2 separate regions of the Mus musculus genome follow, and region 2 is linked to region 1. The links are chromatin contacts, called in public HiChIP or PLAC-seq maps. All regions are on one chromosome and are shown on one strand. Each heading gives the region's core, a stretch centred on a gene start, on an enhancer-like site or on the middle of the called end of the contact. The rest is flanking DNA. Distances are from core to core; before and after follow the strand shown.

What was found. HiChIP or PLAC-seq counts read pairs in DNA pulled down with a chosen protein or histone mark.
Region 2: a contact with region 1 is called in a FOXA1 HiChIP or PLAC-seq map of pancreatic cancer cells. The contact joins two enhancer-like sites. A contact is called at or near these places in 1 of 39 promoter capture datasets (liver), 1 of 15 datasets of contacts at CTCF or cohesin (CD8 T cells), 1 of 484 Hi-C or Micro-C datasets (uterus), 4 of 115 datasets of contacts at active chromatin or transcription factors (CD8 T cells, memory CD8 T cells, pancreatic cancer cells and 1 more) and 1 of 9 other capture datasets (embryonic tail).

The regions. Positions count from the first base shown.
Region 1 is chr4:150,812,896-150,819,928 of GRCm38.p6, forward strand. No RefSeq gene overlaps it. Among named protein-coding and RNA genes, the nearest start is that of Gm42356, 8.6 kb to the left of the region's middle. Within about 2 kb of position 2,481, at least 17 of the 459 cell types and tissues checked have an H3K27ac peak or open chromatin away from gene starts, as enhancers often do. A contact at or near this core is called in pancreatic cancer cells, where this site is marked.
Region 2 is chr4:150,964,768-150,971,800 of GRCm38.p6, forward strand. Gm30120 (a long non-coding RNA gene) reads right to left here. Exons shown (of 4, transcript XR_390979.2): 2 at 6,307-6,378; 3 at 3,656-3,819; 4 at 820-2,862. It overlaps Gm23405 (a small nuclear RNA gene), which reads left to right; the gene lies at 1-126. Among named protein-coding and RNA genes, the nearest start is that of Gm23405, 3.5 kb to the left of the region's middle. Within about 2 kb of position 4,439, at least 16 of the 459 cell types and tissues checked have an H3K27ac peak or open chromatin away from gene starts, as enhancers often do. A contact at or near this core is called in pancreatic cancer cells, where this site is marked.

The DNA.
Region 1 (7,033 bases), core at 1,231-3,730:
CATGCCTTTAATCCCAGCACTTGGGAGGCAGAGGCAGAGAAACCCTGTCTCAAAAATAAATACAAATAAATAAATAAATAAATAAATAAATAAATAAATAAATAAGTGGCCCAGCTCCCCCAAAGAGGGTGCAGAGGAAAAGAACCTGGGTGATTTTCCTTATATTATGTGCTTGTATATGTATACACACGTGTTCACAACACGTATGTATGTGGTGTATGAGCATGTGTGTGTTCAGGCACATTCGGATACCACAGGGTGACTTCAGGTGTCCTGCCCTGTGGCTCTACACGTTGTTCCCTTGAGACACTCTCACTGAAACGAGCTAGCCTGGCCTCCCCAGCGATCCTCCCCCACAGCGCTGGAGTTGATGGCGCTCCTGTGATGTTGCTCCTTGCCTGGCTTTTTATCTGGGTTCCTGGGATTTGAACTCAGCTCCTCGTGCTTTCAAAGCCGGTGCCCTTACCCACTGGGTCATCTCTTCAGCCCAAACATATTTAAATCTGAAGCACAGTCTGAGCTCCAGTATGTGATCCTGAAGACAAAAGCACTGGCTCACAGCGGTGAGGGGATGGTGCCTATGGGGACACTCATGCTTTGCAAGTATTAGAACATGAGTCCTGAGCACGCTCATAGAAACTAGGTATACATTTGTAGATGTAGCAGTGCAGAAAAGCATATATGGAGAATGACTGCTCTCCTGAGGTATATATATGATGGTATATACAAGATAAATACATATATACATATACACATACACATTACATATACACCTACACATACATATATACATTTACACATATACACACACACACACATACATATACATATTTCCCCTGAGCTCTGATACATGTGTATATGCTCTGTATATGTGTATACATACATACATATATACAGAATGTATATATACAGAAAATATATATATATATATCTTACATTCACACATATATACAGGATGAGTATATACAGAATATACATATATATATACATACATACATACATATGCATACACACATGTGTATATATATACATATATGTGTATGTGTGTGTGTATATATATATATACACTCAGGCCCCTGGAGCCTAAGTCTAAAAGGTTGCTCAAAGGCTCATGTATTGAGGGCTTGTATTTAGCCTGTGGTGCTACTGGGAGGTAGTGAACTCTTTAAGAGGTGGGGCGGTGGAGGGAAGTTGTCTCATTAGGAGAGTGATGGTTCATCAACCTGACTGTGTTTGGAACCACCTAGGAGACACACCCCTGGGTGTGTCTGTGAGGGTGTGTCTTAGAGGTTTAACTGAGGATGGTAAAGCTATGAAAACCAGAGACACGAAGGTCCCTTGGGCTTGCTGGCCAGCTAGTCTAACTGATGAGCTCCTGGGTTCAACGAGAGACCCTGTCTTCAAAAATAAGGTGGAGTGCAATGGAGAAACCCAAGGAGGCATCAGAACTGCATATAATGTGGGATCCTGGAACGAGATACACAGGGAAGAATAGAGGCATCGACGGGAAACTTGGATAAGGGTTTTAGAAAGTCATACTCTTCTGCAAATTTTCTGTAATTCTAAAAATTATTACGTAATAAAAAATAGAAGTCGAAATGGATTGCTGGGTGGGCAGATGGATGATGTAATTAATAACTGGATCATCAACTGGAAAAAAAATCAGCTGAGTCGAGTGTGCCGTGAACATCTGCAGTCTGCAGTCCCAGCGCTTAGAAAGCTGAGGCAGGAGAATTGGGAATTTAAGGCCAACTTAAGTCACATTGTAAATCCAAGGCCGGCTTGGGTTACATGAGATCCTGTCTTAAAGACAAAAACATGTAAACAAACAAAGCCAACTGTAGAACTCAAATAAGGGAGGGCTCACCGTGCGGCTCCAACAGGCTCCCGCACAGTCAAGAGTTTCAAAAATGAAAAACTGACAAGAGCCAATCAACAAACCAAAGTTAACCTTGAATCTGGCCTCGGAGTACAGATTCCCACCTGTGGTCAGGAAGCCTGTGAGATCAGCAGATAGGAGTGTAATAAAACTGTGTTTGGTGACCCGTGGGACACCACAGGAGAAGAAGGTCATCTACCGTGAACGAGAACCCCTGGATATCAACAACAAAGTAGCCAAGTGAACAGCAGAGAGGACTGCGGTGACCAGGGGAGGGGACCTGTCTGCGTTTTAGTCTGGGAACACTCAGGGGAGACCACTGTGCGAGGTGCCTTGTAGTAGACGGTGGCCCTAATGAAACTCCACGCCATGGCAGCCCAGGCTGTGCCTGTGAGTGTGGGGTCCCTCTTATCAGATGCTGATAGCAAAAGGGATGGGGCAGTGGGGCCAGCTAAGTCGGGGTTGGTGTGAGTTGGTACAGTCGCCTGATTAAATATTACTTAATTACTAAATAAACTGATCTCATGAATCAGTCCCCCAGTAAAATGATGTAACAAGCAATAAATCTGCAGTGGTGACCTTTGGTGTTCCGGATGAATGTACACACTGTAACCCACATATTTATCATGGAGGGAGGGAAACTGTGCAGTCGTAATGGAATACACACATGTCCCTTGGAGACTGGGAACTAGAGGAAGGGGGTGAAGGGAAAAACATGCTCTAAAGATTCACAGATGAGAAATGTCCTATGAGATAATTCAGAAAGCTTATGGTTCCCCGTGTGGGACAGGAAACGCCTAAGGTCCAACTCAACCCTCAGAAGATATACATTCAGGGAAAGTTCCAAACCTAGTCCTCCAGGGAGCACGGAGAGAAACCAGCCCAGAAGGCTGAGGCTACATCCGCTGCAAGACTTATCTGGTTCTCCAAGTGAGTGATCAAAAACGTTGGATGCAGAAATACCATTTCAGAGATGGAGAAGGTAAAAATGACCACACAAGGATGGAGCCTTTCCAGGCGACTTGTGGAGTGTCAGATTTGTCCATCTCTGATAGACCACTTGAGTCGAGATCGAATTCTGGTCTGAAACCATGAAGCTAGGGAACACGGGTAAGAATTTATCCTAGCCCTTTCAGCAACATGGCAGAATTTTGAGTACTGCAGAGGGGACAGTTACTTAGTGTTTCTAATGGACCCTAAGAGGGTCATCTTCTAAAACTTAACCTCCCCTCAGTCCTGTGTCTGTGCGTATTTGTGCTCAAGCACATGTGTGCATACATGTGTGTGTGCTGCTTGCATGTGTGTGTGTGTGTGTGTGTGTGCATTTGTGTGCATTTGTGTGAGTGTGTGGAGAACACAGGCGGATATCAAGTGCCTTCCTCCACTTCCTCGGTTACTCTTCAACTTAGTTTTTGTTACAGTATCTATCGATGAAGCTAGAGCTGACTAATTCAGTTGAATTGGCTGGCAAGCTCTAGGAATCCTCCAGTCTTTGCCTCCCCAGGCCTGGGATTAAATGGTTGCACTGCATGCCTGGATTTTTTTTTTTTTTTCCCTACATGGATTCTAGCAGCTGGATCTCAGGTCTCTATACTTATACAACAAACACTTTACCAACAGACATCTCCCCAAGCCATAACCATTTTTTAAAGTTATGCTAGCCATTGAACACCTTTGTGCACCAGGCCTGTGCTCTTCAAGTAGACAGAGTAAATCCTCCGATGCTAGCTTCTTCTGAGACCATGCACTACTCCCAACAGGACATAGCTCAGAACAGCTGCTGACCGGCCATCCTCAGAGATGCGGCGAACACTACTCGGTACAATCTGTGAGCCTCCTCCACTGCTTTTTCCTCTGTATACACTGAAGTCTTGCCAAGGGTTGAACTAAAAATTATTCCAGCTGCACATACATCTCAAGATGTCCGAACAGAGCCCCCGCTCCAGCCAGTAAGACACTCCCCATCTCAGCTCCATAAGCAACGCGCCACACCCCTGCCTGTAAAGTTCAAAGACCATATGCCCAAGTGGGACTGTGGCAGCTTGAGAAAGAATAGAAAACATGGCAAATTCATCCTGCAGCGAGTCTCAGATGTGTTAAAACAAACAAATCGTCTGAGTGTAAACAGATACTTGTAATTGTGCTTCGACAGGGAGTAGGAGCTGAGCCTTCCGTTGCTGTGAGCTTTCTTTCAACTCTTTTTCTGAGCTAGATCAGTAAAGAAGCACACTTGCTTTGGGTAGATCTGATAGCTTTCTTATGAATGTGACGAGTCTAGCTTCGTGGTTAAAGGCGGCCGGGATCCCTGGGACTGGGCTTATCTATCTCATTCTAGTGTAAAATGAGGATTACCTGGGCATCTGAGAGGCAGATTTATAGGAGGGCATTTTTAAGGGAACTCTGAGGCTTCATGTCTCTGAGCAAAATAAATAAATAAATAAAAGTCTCCTTCCCACCCACGGCCACTGCTGTTCCCTAGAGCAAAGCTAACTGCTTCAGGAGTTGAGGGTGAGTTGCTCACGGATGCTTGCCAAGTCTTCTTGGACATTTGAAATATAACTCCCCGATTCCATTTGTTTTTTTTTAAATGTATTTATAATCTATTTATTTTGTGTACGAGCCCCCACTGCATACCACTGGAGGTTAGAAGAGGGTGTGGGATCCCCTGGGACTGGAGTTAAGTATGGTTATGAGCCACCATGTGGGTGCTGGGAACTGAACTCAGGTTCTCTGCAAGAGCCACACATGCTGATGAGTTGTGTCCCCAGTTGCGCCTCACCCCCACACTTCTAAGTTCCTGACTATGGACTTGAGATGGGGACTTTGCAGGATGCTGTACGGAGGGGCAATGCTTGCATGTATGCAAATCATTCGGGTGTGATGTATGCCCAAAGGAGATCCTCGCTCTCAAGACAGGAGCTCCGCCCCTCTGTAGACCAGCTGCTAGCTTTCCCTTCTTCTTCTACTCCTATGTGCCTCCCACTCGCCTGTTCCTTAAGGGGCTGCCACCACACTCCAGAATAACAAAGAGAATCTACACTAACTCTTCCTTCAGGTCAACAGCTTCAGTCTACACAGTTAACTGGTAAAAAAGTCCACACGGACTTCACTTCATACCTGATCGGCGTGAGAGTCCCACACAGAGCCAGAGGCTCGGAGAGTGGCAGGATGCTCTGAGTGCAGGGTCAGAGGCCTGCAGACATAGCAGGCTGTGGGGAAGTGCACAGCCACCCACAGAGTCTCCTGGGTGAGCAGCCCTGCCTGGCTGTGCAGAAGCCAAGCTTTGTGCCTTTTTCCTTAGAACAGACCTTTCCTAGGCAGGGGCAGCTGCTGGAGAAGGCTCCGTAGGCACCTACCGCTCATGCTCAAAGGATAGCTTTGCAGGCATCCCCCTCTCTCTCATGCGCGTGCTCTCTCTCTCTCTCTTCTCTCTCTCTCTCTCTCTCTCTCTCTCTCTCTCTCTCTCTCTCTCTCTCCTCCCCCTTTCCCCCTCCCTCTCTCCATCTCCCTCTTTTTTTTCTCTCCCTTTCCCTTTCTCTCCCCCAGTTTCTGTGCCAGCCTTACCTCCCACCTGGGCCTGAAACCCTTCTGCTCCTCTTCATCTTTGCCAGGATCCCAGCCCAGGCCATGATTTTTCTCTTCTGGGCTCTTTCAAAAATGCAGAACAGGCCGAGTAGCAATATCTACATATCAGCATTGCCTGGTTGTCCACAGGTCCCCCCAAGGCCCTCAACCTTTGTGGTTTAAAGACACAGCTCAGGAACCTGCAGATCCCTGTTGCTCTGTCCCGGGAAAGTCTGCTCTCTGCTGCATCCCTAGTCACTCCTAGACACTCCTAATTGTCCTTAAGGTCTGAGCTCAGAGGACCCTTCTCGAATGCTCCTGCTGGGGCATAGCCTGAGCTCCCTGCGCCCTCTCTCCCAAGACACATCTCTCCTCATCCATGAGTGCGAAGCTCACCTCACTTTTCCTCACCTGTACATCTGTGTGAGTGTACAATGTCGCCTTGTCAAACTCTATCTCTCATAAGGAGGTGGGGCTAGCTGTCTCCAGTCTCTGAGCTCCACTAATTCTGATGTCAAGGCTCTATCTACTAAGGCCTCTGACTTCCTAAAGAAGCAAGATGCCCTCCTCGCCTTGAGTTCTTGTGGTCCCTTCTGCTTACTCCACAGTCACCTGCTGTGTCACCCCACTCACTTTTTCTCTGTTTCCCTACCTGCAAGAATCTAACTGGAATTATAGATGGAGTCCATCCATCCTAGCATGTCCAACAGAGACGCACAGAAAAGTGGCTTCTGACCCCTGGGGGTAACTACCTGAGCCTTCTGTGTCAACCATTTAGGCACAGTAACTCCAAGAGGCTACACTCCTGCCTCCCTTTAACAGTCACCTAGTCCCCTAGTCCGCTTAGACATGCCTCTCCCTCCGCCTTTCCTCTGACTCCAGTCTGACCTCAAATGTTAACTTAGCCCTCTTCTTCCACACCCTGGGCACTGCTCCTGTCTCCTCCTATGCTGTGCTTTCTCCCCTCTGGTTGTTCTCCCAGACTGAATGTTCCTTTGGCTAACTCAGCGCTCACACTGGCTGTACTCCATAAACTCGTTTGGGCTCCTCTCCTAAAGGAAGGACTTTGTTTCCCCAATCCAACTTTCAAATCATTTTTTTTTAAACTACAATCAACGTCTTTCCTGAGAACAAAGCAATCCCAGGACAAAACAATAAACGTCCTCACAGGCAACTATGGAACTGTATTAGCCATCTCCCTCCTCCCGCACCCTTCAGCGCCAACGAGAATGCACAAGATGTGCTGGGGGGGTGGGGGGGGTGGCAGGAGGATGGCTGTGTCCTCTGTGTGACCTGAGAAGGGCACTTGAGCCAAGCCCAGCTCCTTGGCAAGTACCTCCTTGAGCCACAGTTGTTTTTCTAAACAATAGCCTGGCTGGCCCCCACCAAGACCCCACATTTTGTCAAACTCACACCCTGCCCTGCTCCAGCTGTCCTATCCTGACTCCACTGTGACTTTTCCAATCCTTCCTCTAGGCACAGAACTAATGACTCATAGCTGGGCAGTGAGGTACCGACCCTGCTACCCTCTCTGCATCCGAAAGCCAGAGCTCCAGCCCTGCCTTTCCACGAAGCTTCCTGGGTCTGGGA
Region 2 (7,033 bases), core at 3,189-5,688, 150 kb after region 1:
AAGGTGGTTTCCCGGTGTGAGGCTCCTCCGCTGCCCTCGGATGTGCTGACCCCCGAGATCCCCCCCACACGTGGGAAATTAACTGCGTAATCTGTGGTAGTGGGGGCTGCGTTCCCACACCCTCCTAAAGGAGATCTCTAAAAACCGCACATAATAAAAGTTTACAGTAGAGACTGGAGGACAGTTCAGCTGTTGAGAACACTTGCTGCTTTGGCTGAGGGCGTGGGCTCTGCTCTCAGCAGTCACATGGTCTCCTTTCCGGGGCTGGAGAGGTCGCTTACTGAGTACAAGCACTTGGTGCTCTGACTGAGGGCTCGCCTTCAGTTCCCAGCATCTGTATCAGCGGTTCGCAATCTCCCTCATGCTGGGACTCTTTAGTCCCTCATGTCATGGTGACCCTCAACCATAAAATAACTTTTGTGGCTATTTCACAACTGTAATTTTGATACTGTTATGAATCGTTATGTGAATATCTGTGTTTTCTGAGAATCTTAGGCGACCCTGTGAAAGGGCTGTACAGTCACGACCCACAGGTTGAAAAGGGCTGATCTACATGGTGGCTCATAGGTCTCTAGTTCCAAGGGATCTGATGCCCTCTTGTGGCCTGCCTGGGGACTGCACAATGTGGTTCAGAGACGCATGTAGTCAAAAATACCGTAACACCACTACTAAATAATAATGATGATGTTGACGATGATGATGTTTGTTTGTTTGTTTGTTTTCGAGACAGGGTTTCTCTGTATAGACCTGGCTATCCTGGAACTCACTCTGTAGACCAGGCTGGCCTCGAACTCAGAAATCCGCCTGCCTCTGCCTCCCGAGTGCTGGGATTAAAGGCGTGCGCCGCCACTGCCCAGCTTTGATGATGATGATTTAAAAAATATATCCACTAGAACCGCAGTCGAGAGTGCATAGTGCTCTTGCAGAGGAACCAAGCACCCATGCTTGGTGGCTCACCTGTAACTCCAGCTCCAGGGATCTGACGCCCTCTTCTGGCTACTGCAGGCATCTGCATACACTTGGTATGCTTTCTACACAAATGCATACATAAATGAAAACAAGTCGTAAAACTTGAACAGTAGCAAAAGCAACAAAAAACCATATTCCAATATAAATACCAGAAGACCTTCATTCTAGGATCCCAAAGTCTCTCAAATCACAAAACCAGAAAAGCCCGGTCTTCAGTCGTGAGCACCATATTTGTTTTGGGCATATCTGTACAGAGCATCTCCGATGACAGATGACACGTGGGTAACTCTCTGTTGAGATCTGCATCTGGGCTCTTCAACACGCTGAAACAGGTCTCTGGTTGTTTGGCTGTTGAATTAAATAATTAATTAATAAGTCCCAGTGGCAGGCTCACCACCCGCCTCAATGATATATGTTCCCCAAAGAAAGACATTCCTCCCCCTCCCCCCACACAGCCTTTATATTTTGATAGGCCTTAAGTAGCTCAATAGCTGGGCCACTGCCTAACCTCCACGTGCCAATAATCTCTGTTCTCTCTTCGCTGCCCTGGACCCAGCTGGGCAATCCTCTCTGGCCACACTCTCCCGGCTCCTTCACATGGTAGCTACCCTTCTCCGTCTGTCCCAAGCCCCAGGAAATTAAAAATACCCGACCTCTGTCTGTCCTCCCCAGCTTGGCTGTTGGCATTTTTATTTAACAGTCAGATTCCATTGGGGGCAGGTTCCCAGAAGCTACTTACAGACACTACTTGCAGTTTTGGGGACCCAAATTAACATTAGAAAACAAGCAGCATTTGGCCAAACCCACCTCATTTGGCAACCTGGATCTTGCTTAAAGGTGTTCAGCTTACCGGGGTCTCTGGATCCTCCTCCGCATTTACCCCTAATGTCACTTAGCGCGATGCTCAGATGTAAATATTTGACACCCACACTCACCCACTCACTTCTGCCACCCTGCTGTTGGAACTTTTTGTCAGATGAGAAACTGGAAAGAACAAAAACTCCCTCCGCCACAAGAGGGCGGTAGACACCACCATTGTGTGGGTGGCTACCTGGGACCAGGGAGACTCCAGGATGAAGAGGTGCCAGGAGTCATTTAATTATCACCTGTCTTCTTGCAGACAAGAAGGGAAAATGATGGTCATCTTCTGGGGACTAAGGAGATCACACTGTTGGCCAGGGTCTATACCCTCAGATGTTAACTTGGTCTCAATTAGACGGAACCAGGAAGTTCCTAACCACGTGCAATCAGCCCATCAGAAGAAAACATGGTCTTGGGCAGAGAATGAAAATTAGAGACAGCAATTTAAGTAACTAAGACCATTCTAAAGCATGCATGACACGTGGCTTTGTTTGGTTTTTGAGAGATGGTCTCATGTAACCCAGGCTCATTATGTAGATCAGCCTAATTCTGAACTCCTGATCCTCCTGCCTCCACCACACAGGGTGTATGCAGTCCTGGGGATGGAACCCATCTCACGGCGGCACTCCCACGGGCTGTTTCAGATCCAAGCTCCATGTAGTTAATGTAGCCTGAAATCTCACCATGTTCCAAGAAATTGCTAGAGCCAAGCCTGCTGGTATGTGCTTATAACCCTAGCATTCCCGAGGCTAAGGCAGGAGGACTGTTCCAAGTTTGACGCCAACCTGGTCTCAGCATTGAGTTCTAAGCTAGCCCGAACTATGTGTCCAGACTGTGTCTCAAAAACCCAGGAACAATGGTTAGATGAAGACTCCGTTGGTGAGATGCTCACTGTGGAAAAATGATGGCCGGAGAACTCCAGTTCGAGCCCAGAGCCAACGTCAAGAGGCTGGGTGACCTACTGCGCAGACGCAATTCTAGCACGGGGAGATGGAGAGCAGTTGGCTCCATGGCGCTTGACGGCCAGCCAGCCTAGCCAGAAAGAGAATTCATCTCAAGGAATCAACGTGGAGGGCAGAACGACACTCAAGTTTGTCCTCTGTCCTCCACAGGCACCTCTACATACACATATACATGTAAACACATACACATAAACACACACACACACACACACACACACACACACACACACACATACACACACGATTTCTAGGAAGAGATTCCTGCTAGGAAAAAAATGATCAAGCTGTTTGGTTGGAGCTTGGAGTCCACTGCTCACCCCTGCGTGGCCTGGGGAGCCCCGTCTAATCTCCGCCCAAACCCTCGCACACTGAAAAACTCTGAACAAAAGAAGGGCCCCAAAGGCGGGTGTGGTGGCGCACGCCTTTAGTCCCAGCACTTGGGAGGCAGAGGCAGGTGAATTTCTGAGTTCGAGGCCAACCTGGTCTCCAGAGTGAGTTCCAGGACAGCCAGGGCTGCACAGAGAAACCCTGTCTCGGATACCCCCCCCCAAAAGGCCCCCAAATCTCAGTTCCGCATTTCCAGCAGCTGATGCAATCTGCCAGCCCACCCGTGTAAGCGATCAGCTTTTGACTATATTTGGGCACAGTTCCGGCTCCTGGCTGATACATCATCGCCCGAGATCTATAAACCCCCTGGCCTTAGCCTGGGCTCGTGGTTTCCCTGGCTCTGTTCTCTGGGACCTGCGAACCCACCCAGGAGCTGCGCCCAATAAACGTGCACCTATTTACTTTTACGGTGATCTGATCTGGCCTATCGCGCTGGTGAAAACCTATTACAATCTTCTAGGAAAAGCATAATTTACCAAAACAGACTGAAGAAAGGAAATGCATAAATAAAACTGCCGTTGAGAAAGCTGAGGAAGAAGTTACAATTCCTGCCATGTTAGTCCAGAGGCCCAGGTAGTCCTTGACAGCCATGGGTGCAGTTATTCCAATATGTTCCAACTTCCGTGGGGTACAGGCAGGCCTGGAAAGTAGAGGGAGCAGTCTACTTACTGCCATGTTAATCTAATTGCTTCTGAAATTATTTTTTTTTTAAAGTTTTATTTTATGCGTCTCTTTGCGTGTGTACACATGCACCCGTGTGCTGGTGCCCATGCAGGCCAGAAGAGGGCATCAGATCCCCCCACCCCACCCCGGAGCTAGAGTATCAGGCAGTGGATGTGTTGCTGTGTGGATGCTGGGAGCCAAACCCTGGTCCTCTACAAGAGCAGCCAGTGCTTTTCAACTGCAGAGCCACCTCTCCAGTCCCTCAGATCTGAAATTCTTAAGCAAACTAGTGATTTTTGCAAATGAAACAGATTGGACAATACAAACTCTTGTCTCTCCTTTGCAAGAGCTGTTTCCCAGTTTTAACCGTGTCAGATGGTGGTTACCTTTGAATTAACGATGATTGACCAGTTAGTGATTGTAACAGGCATTGCATCCCTGAAGCCTTCACTTTCTGATACGGTCTATCCTGAGCTTCCTGCCCTGTGGTCAACTCTGACTCACTTCTTCCCTGTCACTTCTAAGGGATAGAAAGGGGCGAGGCTCACTGCCCACACACAGTCAACACAGGGCTGGGGATGACACATAGCTCATTGCCTTTGTGCTGGCCTCACCTGTGCGAAGATCAGCACTGCATTAGAATCAGGTGTGGTGGAGAACTGGGAGCCCTGCGCTTGGAGGAGAAGCTCAGGGTGACTCCTCGGCTACCCAGTAAGTTAGAGGCCAGCCTGGGCTACCGAGAACCTGAGTTTGATCCCCAGGACCCACACAGGAGGAGGGAACTAACTCCTGCAAATTGTCCCTTGGCCTCCACATTTGTACCATGACATTCATGTGCACATGCTCACACACATGAACACACACACACACAAACACAAAAGCAGTGTAGTTAAAAAAAAATCTTGTCTTAAAACAAGAACATTGTCACTGTAGGCCTGATTTAAACACATTTCTCTACATGCAAACCTGCCAGAGGTGTGTGTGTTAGCATCTGATCAGTCATCACAACATCTAAGGTGTGCAGGCAACAGTGAGCCTCGCCCAGCTGATCTACACAGTCAGTTCCAGGGTGGGCCAGGCCTGCACAGTGACACTGTCTTGACACAGCAAAGGGTCATTCAAAGGGCTCCATGGGTACCTGTCACCCAGCGAGACATCCGTGGGTACCTGGGTACTTGACAAGCTGAGTCAGGTCCCCCGGAACCCACAACTCCTGCAAGCTGTCCCCTGAAATCCATATGCACACTGTGGTATTCACCCCGCCCCCCCCCCAACACACACACGCTAAAATTAATTAAAATGTCGTTTAAATGTTTTGATAGGAACAACAAACATTTAGAAACCTTGGTCTTTCTAAATCAAGCACAACACAATGATATGAATGGGAAAAAAATCCCATTAAAAATAGCAGCTTAGGAAGGTGGTGAGATGGCTCAGTTGTTAGGAGCACTGGTTGCTCTTGCAGAGGAGCTGGGCTCACAGCACACTTGACTCCAGATCCAAGGGGATCCGACACCCTCTTCTGGCCTCCACAGCCTCCTCATACACACGTGGTGTACATAAACTCAAGCAGTCTCACAAACATACACATAAAGTAAAAGTAAATGAGTAAAAACTTATGTAGAGGGGTTGGAGAGATGGCTCAGTGGTTAAGAGCACAGGCTGCTCTTCCAGAGGTCCTGAGTTCAATTCCCAGCAACCACATGGTGGCTCACAACCATCTGTAATGGGATCCGATGCCCTCTTCTGGTGTGTCTGAAGACAGCTACAGTGCACTCATATACATTAAATACATCTTTAAAAAAAGAGAGAGAAGACGGGCGTGGTGTCGCACACCTTTAATCCCAGCACTTGGAAGGCAGAGGTAGGCAGATTTCTTAGTTCGAGGCCAGCCTGGTCTACAAAGTGAGTTCCAGGACAGCCGGGGCTATACAGAGAAACCCTGTCTTGACCCACCCCCCCCCCCAAAAAAAAAGAGAGAAAGAGAGATTCTGAAAAGCAGTTCAGAGTTCAGACCTTCAACAGATGATCCCCTGCTGTTGAGAAGCCTAAATTCATCCTGCAGTGTCTCAATCAATCAATCAATCAATCAATCAATTGTCAAGCATACCCTGGAGCACCAACACTATTTCTCAGTGACCTTGATCATTTTTCCTGTGATCTCTGAGTGTGCTACAGACTTAGCTCCTGTTTTTATCTTGTCTACATGATTATCCTTGTAGACGACTGCACAGAAAGACCTGGCTCTGCAAGAGAGCATGTTCCATCTAAGCATGGTGGTACACACCTATAATCTCAGCATTCAGGAGGTTAAGTCGGGAAGGTTGGGAGTGTGGGGCCAACCTGGGCTACACAGCAAGAACCTGTCTCTTTTGTTATTTTGTTGTTGTTGTTTAAGTAGGAGACAGGGTTGAAATGATGGCTTAGAAAATAAGAGCATTTGTTGCTCCTGAAGAGGACTCACCGAGAGCAGCTTACAGTGACTGTAATTCCAGCTCCAGGAGACTCGGCATCCTTTTCTGTTCTGGGTGGGCACCTGCACACACATGACATTGGATGAAAATAAATAAATAAAAAGGAAAAAAAAATAAAAGGACATGCCCGTTCCTACGTATGGTGGAGGGAAAATTTATTATAGACACCTGGGAGAGCATAGCCAGAGGCAGACACATCTGGGAGAGTCTAGAGGAGTGGTCTTGACCCTGAAGCACGTGGGGGGGGGCAGGGAGAGAGGAGAGCCAAGTACAGAGCCAGAAGCCAAAGGTGCAAAAGAGGCAGAGAGGGTAGGTAACTAAAATGTCTGGATTATATAGGGAACAGCCTCTGGGGGTTGTGGGCGGGACCATCCCTGGGCTGGTAGTCTTAGGTTTTATAAGAGAGCAGGTTGAGCAAGCCAGGGGAAGCAAGCCAGTAAGGAACATCCCTCCATGGCCTCTGCATCAGCTCCTGCTTCCTGACCTGCTTGAGTTCCAGTCCTGACTTCCTTTGGTGATAAAGAGCAGTGTGCAAAGTATAAGCTGAATAAGCCCTTTCCTCCCCAACTGCTTCTTGGTCATGATGTTTGTGCAGGAATAGAAACCCTGACTAAGACAAATTGGTACCAGAAGTGGGGTATTCCTGTGACAACCTGACCATCTTTTGGGGAGGATTGTGGAAGGACTTTGGAACTTTGGGCTAGCAGGTCCATTCAG